Regions from separate parts of the Mus musculus genome. Here region 1 is linked to region 2. The links are chromatin contacts, called in public HiCAR-type maps. All regions are on one chromosome and are shown on one strand. Each heading gives the region's core, a stretch centred on a gene start, on an enhancer-like site or on the middle of the called end of the contact. The rest is flanking DNA. Distances are from core to core; before and after follow the strand shown. Region 1 overlaps Fras1 (Fraser extracellular matrix complex subunit 1). Region 2 holds the start of Fras1 (Fraser extracellular matrix complex subunit 1).

Evidence for each region. HiCAR-type assays count read pairs that join an accessible place to other places.
Region 1: a contact with region 2 is called in a HiCAR-type map of kidney, with 4 times the contacts expected there. The contact joins the enhancer-like site here to the promoter of Fras1 in region 2. A contact is called at or near these places in 4 of 39 promoter capture datasets (the 3T3-L1 cell line, hippocampal neurons and liver), 8 of 484 Hi-C or Micro-C datasets (cortical neurons, liver, myocytes and 1 more), 2 of 115 datasets of contacts at active chromatin or transcription factors (embryonic stem cells and kidney) and 1 of 9 other capture datasets (pancreatic islet).

The regions. Positions count from the first base shown.
Region 1 is chr5:96,496,154-96,499,748 of GRCm38.p6, reverse strand. The region is part of intron 2 of Fras1 (Fraser extracellular matrix complex subunit 1); the gene reads right to left. Among named protein-coding and RNA genes, the nearest start is that of Gm33050, 39 kb to the right of the region's middle. Within about 2 kb of position 1,443, at least 3 of the 459 cell types and tissues checked have an H3K27ac peak or open chromatin away from gene starts, as enhancers often do. A contact at or near this core is called in kidney and liver, where this site is marked.
Region 2 is chr5:96,371,743-96,375,755 of GRCm38.p6, reverse strand. Fras1 (Fraser extracellular matrix complex subunit 1) reads right to left here and starts at 1,801. Exons shown (of 74, transcript NM_175473.3): 1 at 871-1,801. The coding sequence starts at 943.

The sequences.
Region 1 (3,595 bases), core at 194-2,693, 120 kb before region 2:
TCTTAAACACAGTCCCACCTTTCCTTGAAACTTCTACACCATTAGAACATTCTTTGAGCCCAAGCAATGTGATGGAAGCAAGTCTATACTTTAGAGCCTTGTTCACATGGAAAACCTGCTACAATAACCATGGATTGCTTCTGTAGCAAGTTATAATGCAGAAAAGTACAATATAAGCCTATAATTTCCTTAAAGATAGCTCTACAAGTAAAAATCATTATTGATGTGGGTGTGTCTTCACTATAGAAGGCACCAACTGGGAAAACTGGCTGCAGTTACCTTGGGCATTCAGACACTGTGCACAGAACACGGACAGTAAGAGAGCATCAGTCTGGAAGGAGTCATAAGTAAGGCCTGATCTTAATTTAGAGCAGTGGTTCTCACCATTTCCAACACTGTGACCCTTTACATACATAGGCACATACAGATCCTATGGTGGTGACCCCAAGCCATAAAGTTATTTGCATTGCTACTTCATAACTGTCATTTTGCTACTGTCATGAATCATAATATAAATGTCTGTGCTTTCTGGTGGTCTTGGGAAGCCCCTGTGAAAGGGTCAGTTAACATTCAAAAGAGTTGCAACCCACGGATTGAGAACCTCTGACGTAGTATCTCAGAGACCTGAATTCTCCAACTGCTCACTAATAACTTTGCTAATCACTTTAGCTCATTAACCTAGAGTAAAATAAAATAGTGTTATTTGCTTCATGGATTGTTGAAAGGATTATAAACACTGACAGAAGCAAGGATCTACTATAACTTTACCTTCCTCCTCCCCTTGAAAGACATAAAACACTTTACACCAGTATTTCTTCTACATTGTTTTTTGAAATATGCAAATGGAACTACAGCACATTTTCCAGATTTAAATGAAAAAAAAATCAAGACTTTATTCTTATTCTACAGCTTTCTTCTCATTTTGGCTATAAATATTCCCTGCATACCTCACTTTATCTGAGATTGGAGTTTAAAAGTAAACTGGGGTTCTAACTGCCCTCGGGTTTAAGAGTATTGTGATCAAGTCTGATTTCGGCTGCATTCTCATTTGCCCTGGATTTAGTCTCCAAAGAACCAACAAAAGAAAAGAAATGAAGATAATTGAGAGAACTTGTGACATTCCATTCCATTTTCAGTTGAGCAAAGGCTGGATGACAAGGCTTGCTGGGACAGCTAAAAGAACAATCCTCATATTTCTCAATGAATGCTTAACACATCTGCATGCAACACACTTTGGAGTCCTTTAATGAAAACTGCATATTTGGTACCACCTTTTAAACTGGCCTTATTCCACCTGCCACAGATTTCTTTATAGCAACCTTTCTGCTCATAAATTGGAGCCACATGTGGGTATAGTTCAGGATAAAGGTGCTCTATTGTGACTGTCCAAACGTTTCCAGACCATCACTGTCAATATTCACTGATCCACTAGCAAGCTAGTGTGGTAAGGAGACACATGTGACCAAGGTCCAAACATCAAAGTTCAAAAGCCCAATTCAAGAACACCCTGGTTCTGTTCTCTCAACTGTCAACATTATAACACGTGACTTATGAGCTTTATCTACCAGAACAGTACTGACATTTTACAGTGAATAACTTTGTGATGGGGGCTATTCTGTACATTATTGTGCATTTGGCAGTGGGGCAGCATCCATACCTTACCCATTAGGTGATTCTAGTAGCACCTCTATTATTATGATGAAAAATGTTTCCAGACATTGCCAAGATTCTCAGTAGCAGGGGAGGGCAGTTGGAAAGGGCAAAGTCCCTATTTAAGCCCCACTCATGTAAAGTAACATCAGCCCTCGTAAAGGTGAGAGCATGGAGTGCTCTTCCCCAAATGTGGTTATTTCTTTCTTTCTTCCTTTTCTCTCCCAACTCAAACCTGGCCCTCTGTAAGAAGCCTCCAACCTCAATGCTGTCCTACTTTTGATGCCCCCTCTGTTTCTCACCAGCCACACCTTAAATACTGGCTTTGTAGTCAATGAAAATGAATACACCCTGGTTTATGAAGTTTGTATGATTTGGTTCTTAATTTTTAGAAATTTTCAAATGCAACTGATCAGCTCTTAACTGTAGAATTCATGTGTAATATATACAAAGAACGATATCTGTAAATGTTATAATATTGTTAGAATTTATTCAACAACAGGCCTTGGAAGGCCCATTCTTCAGCTCTCTAGTGGTAGCACTAGAATGGAGATCTTAACTCAGAGGGATTTTTTTTATTTAATTTTTTTACTTATTCACTTTACATATCGCTCACTGTCCCCCTCCCAGTCACCCCCTCCCACAATCCTTCCTCCATCCCTTTTCCCTTCTCCTCTGAGTGGTTGGGGGTCCCTCTGGGTAACCCCTCACTCCGGCACTTCAAGTCTCAGAGAGAGGCTTATCCAAAGCCAATCAACAGTCCCCATCCATGAAACAAAAAGGTTGATCTAATGTGTGGCGTTCCCCCTAAAAACTTTGTGGTTCCAATTTCATGCTTTGAGGATTGATAATTAATAAACTAATACTAGTATTTTTAGTATTTTCCTGATAAACATTTCATTAAAGCAACATTCTTAGATGTCTAATTTGCGTCATCAGATTGGATAAAACACGGTTGCAGTCACCCATGCGGACGTTAGATGCACAGGTAAATAATAAATGATGATATATGTGCTCTGTACACATGTAGTAAGAGAAAGTTGGAGTCAGGAAAAGAGGAAGACAAGATCAAATCATTGCTGAGAACTCATTACGTTTCAGAGAAGGGGGTGGATGGTAGCAGAACAGTTGGGAATAACGAGAGAGAGACAGAGACAGAGAGACGGGAGAGGGAGAGACAGAGACAGAGAGACGGGAGAGGGAGAGACAGAGACAGAGACAGAGACAGAGACAGAGACAGAGACAGAGACAGAGGGAGAGGGAGAGGGAGAGGGAGAGGGAGAGGGAGAGGGAGAGGGAGAGGGAGAGGGAGAGGGAGAGGGAGAGAAAGAGAAAGGGGATTTTCACTTTCTCTTCCAGACCTGCAGCAAATCAGAAATAACATAAATTCAGGGCAGGCTGGAGACTTCAAGTTACAATGTTCTCATCACTTTCTCCAGATGAGGAGCCATCTCCGTTTGAAGTATGGCTCCTCTGAGCGACATGAGATACAACTGTGGAGGTAAATACACTGAATAATTAGAAATGGCAATTTGCTGGAAAGAGTTTCATCAAACTGGCGCTTCCCTAACTTCTTTGATGGCCACTTGTGTGAATTACAAAATGTGATTCATGGAGCTCAGAAACCATGAGTGTGTTACTTTCTTGTACAGAAGGATCACATCAGTATTGCTGCCGCCCTTTTACTAGCGACAGAATAACACCGGAGAGACCTTGAAAGATGGGCCTCAAGTATGTGTTAGAGGTTGCTCTCTATTTCCTTTCAGTTGAAGTATATCCTTTCTCTACTTCAACCTGCCCAGAATTCATAATCATCGGGCCTGCTTTGGGAGAATGTGACAGCAGGTATAGCCAACAGAGGTGTGGCCTTACCCATCAGTGGCTCCATATACTGCAAGCGTTGTAACACCAAGCACACACTCATGCCTTCCAGGAGTCTGTGGGG
Region 2 (4,013 bases), core at 552-3,051:
TCCCAGCCTGCCACCTTCCCCCTCTGCAAATGCTAACCCAGCCACTGTCCCCGCGGCTCTGAGCAGGTGGGAGCTCTCAGCGCGCCTAGGGGCGCGGGGGGGGGGGCGGGGCGGGGGGAAGCAGCACCAGACTCAACATGTCACACACACACACACACCCCTCATCAGATTTACTGATGTATTATCTGAGCTGAGATTACGAAAGCTATCCTGATGACAACACTCAAGTCTCCTTTCTCTCCCCAAGCTCTTGAAGAAGTGGACTGGAACACCCCCCCCCCCCCCGCGCGCGCGCGCAATGAAAACCTAGGGAGAAGAGAAGTGCATACATGCTCTTTGACCACTTTTTGTTCCTTGAGAAGCAGGCAGCCTCGTGCTCTCGCTCCCGAGTAAAATTTATTTCATTACAACTGAAATCTCAACATCCAGAATACTACTTATAAAATCTTAAGTGGTCTTTAAGGGGAGGGGGGGCGAGTTACTGGGGCGAGGAAAGCAAAATAGAACAGTGGAGCTTGGGTGAGGATTTTATTCCACAAAAGTGAGAGCAACTGCTCGCTTCTCACCTAGGTTCCGAGTAGTTGCTTTTCCTTGAGGAGTAGGGTAGAAGTGGAAGGAAGATTCATCCGGGTTCAGAAATATCACCTCAAAAGGCCACCCACCCGCAAAAAGCAAAGAGGAGGCCGTGGCCGGGCTGAGGTTTGACCGCAAGAGAAACCAGGAGTGGGGATTTCAGCTGAAAAGGAAATCCACTCCGTGTCCACCTATCGCCTCAAATCAAAACTTCCACCCAACAACCCACAGCACTAAACCCGGCTGAGTGTCTTAAACTGCACAGTCGAACTCACACGGGGTTCCGCTCTTTTTTACCTTCACAATTAGGCAATACTGCAAATTCCGCCAGCGCTAGGGCCACCCCGAGCCACGCTTTGAGGACACCCATCGCCGCCGCGGCACTCTCGCAGGAAGATCCCAGCCTTCAGCATCCAAGAACCTGCTCTCTGCCAAACCTCAGGCTGTGGCGCCGGCGCCGGGAACCGGGACGCACAGACACTGGGGAAGCGCTGGCTGCTGGGCCGGGAGCCGAGGTTGGCCGGGTGGACCGCAGAAGGATGCGGCCGACAGTAACACTCAGTCAGCCCCGAGGCTCACTGGGTTCTCCAGCAGAGCGGCCACCAACGTGAGCCGAGGCTGCGAGGAGGAGGCAAAGCTCAGATCGCCGCCAAGACTAGCAGGAAAGTTGCAGGTCAGCGGCTGCTGGGATTCCGCAGCATTGCCTCGGGCTAGACCAGTTCCTCCGGAGGTCCCCAACTGGCGAGCTGCAGGAGCAGGTTCCTCCTCGGCAGCTTTTCAAAGTTCTCTCGGCACGCCCCCGTCTGTCCGTGTAGCATCGGCCGAGGCGGGTCCCCGCGAACACGCCGGGCCGGGCTACAGCAGCGCTCGGGGAGCTGGGCGGTGCAGGGCCGCTGGTTGCAAACTTTGTGCGGCCCTGCAGGAGCTCCGGGACTCGGGGGCGCTGCAGCCGCACCGCACCACGCCGCCCGGCTGCTGCAGGCGCTTCCAGAGCTCCGCGCGGAAGGCGGCGCGGGGGGCGCTGCTGCCACTTTCTCGCGCCCGCCCCTCGCCGAGAGGAGGAGGGCAGAGGGGCGCGGCTTGCTCCACACCGACGCCCACCTCCCCGCACCGTGCACCCCGAGCTGCGCTGCAGGGCGGAGGTGCGATTACCCAAGTGGAGGTGGAGCCATAATTGTAGATGCAAGGAGGAAAGAGAGAGGCTGGAAAAGACCCCTCCGAACTCAATGCTCCCCAGATGAGGGGCCTGGAAACGCACAGGATAAGTCCCCGAGTGGATCCTCGCATTTAAAGCACGCACGCTCCGCCTTCCTCAGCCTCTCTCGCCTCCTTCCTCTCTCCTTTGCTGGGTGTGAAAATGGACTCAGAGACTACGAGCTTTGGCAAAGATTCCAGAGAGTCACGTGGGGAAGGGGAGCCGCGGTGAGGGGGTGGGGGAAGGCGAGAGAGCAACCTGATCCCCTTATTCATCCTGCAGGAGTTGCATTGGCTTTGTCTGAGGCGGGATCAAAAGTGGTCACACCGAGGGCGGGTGGAAACAGGAGGTTAGGTCTCCATTCAGACACTGTTGAGGGTACCACAGGAGAGGCTAGTTGGGGACAGGGTGCTCACACCCAAGTCCTAACTGCTACTTCTCCACCTCTCGTCATGCCCACTGCTGCTGAACACAGAGCCTGAAGCAGAGCTGACTGGCCATCTTCGCATTTTGGACCCTCAGGGGTTTTCCCTGCAACCTAGCAGTCTTGGGGCACGTGTGTTCTAGGTTGAGATTCCCACGGTGAGTGCACCTTTACAGCTTCCTAAAAGATGAAAACACCACACAGTCTGGGTGAGTCCAGCTGCGCCTCCAAATGTCAAAGACTGGGAAGCCAATGTCAGGGCAAAAGCATCCTGGTGTGCACACTGGAGGTAGTTGAGGGATAGGGTGGGGTCTGGTTTCCAGCCAGTACTGAGTGATAGCTATTTTTAGAGGACTAAATAAAAATAGCTGGTCCAGGTTTGATCATTTTGTAACTGGGGATGGTTACACGGGAGAGATACAGACTGGGTTTCGAAGGCCAGACAGAAAAGATTCTCTGTCTTGGCAGAGCTGTGACAGCTAGACTGTCCAGAAAGGAGTTTGAAGTGGCAGTGAACACCGAGCTATTCAGGGTGGTGGGCAGGGATCTTAGTAGACTCCAATATTGCTGACGATCATAGGGAAGGCCCATGTTCTAAAGCATGCCAGTAGTACTTGAATTCCTTGCTTTTTAGAATAAGAGGATGAAATGAAACTGAAGGGTCCCTGTAACTATCACCACTTAGGCACCGAAACATTTGATTAACCTGGGTGTGGCTGTTGAGTATTCAAAGGACTTAGGAATCGCCCAGCAATTCCTCGATGCCTCCCAGAGCCGTTGTGGGGACAGAGCGGTTTTATCTCTGTATTTGAAGCACATATGGGGACTCTGTAAACATTAGTTGAAAGAATGAACTGAATCAAGCCAGTAATCATCACCGCCAGAGTTCAGCCACAGCTTGGATGGAACCTGAGTCCTCCCTCCTCCCACTTCCCCCTCTTCCTCTAGAAACTATTTTCTCAGACCAATGGAAAGTACTGTCCAAATTCAGGTGGATACACCCTAACAATTCCTAACCCCTCCTAAACACTTTTTCTGTAGCCACCACTGACTAGGAGTAACTTAAGACAGCTGGTTTCCCTAGAATAAACTATTTGACTTCATTTTTAAGAAAGCATAGAACTGTGGCACCCAAAGGGGTCTCAAACCATCTTTTGGACTTGCTAAAGGAAAACAATCTTTAAAAAGAAAAAGGTGAAGGGAGAGACGGGAGCATTACCACGAGGTATTGTCATATACTACATTTGTGGTTCTTAACAAATTGTTCATAAAATGTCCCCTCCCCTTCACCAGAAGCCCTCCACCAGCTCCCATGGTCTTCTCTCTACCCCAGGAGCAAATAGTCCAAGGGTTCTCACTCCAAGAGCACTAGAATCCTGGTTCACAGGGAATTCTATATCCTTAATACTGTTTTTTTCATATGCCCACATCCCGTAACTTTTGTCACCATATCCCACAGTATCTTCTTTGATCAGCCCCATCCTTGTCTCTTCAAATTCACCTGGCCTCACTGCTGCTTATCAGGTAGATATTATAGACTGAACACTTTGTATCTAACATGGGACCCTTTGCTATGTAATCTGCCAGTAACTATATGAGACATGTACCCTTGTTATTTTCATGGACAAGTGCAGTGACTGATGGCCCTGAGTCAGATGGTTAATTACAACAGCACATTGAAACAAGCAGCATTACCTACTATGAGAGTCAGATGACCACATCTCAGTATCTTAACACAACAATTTGTCTGTCTATCCTGTCCCCTGGACAGTAGTGGACCCTACACCTTGTAACCTGGACACCCATGAGCCCTTCCTGTAG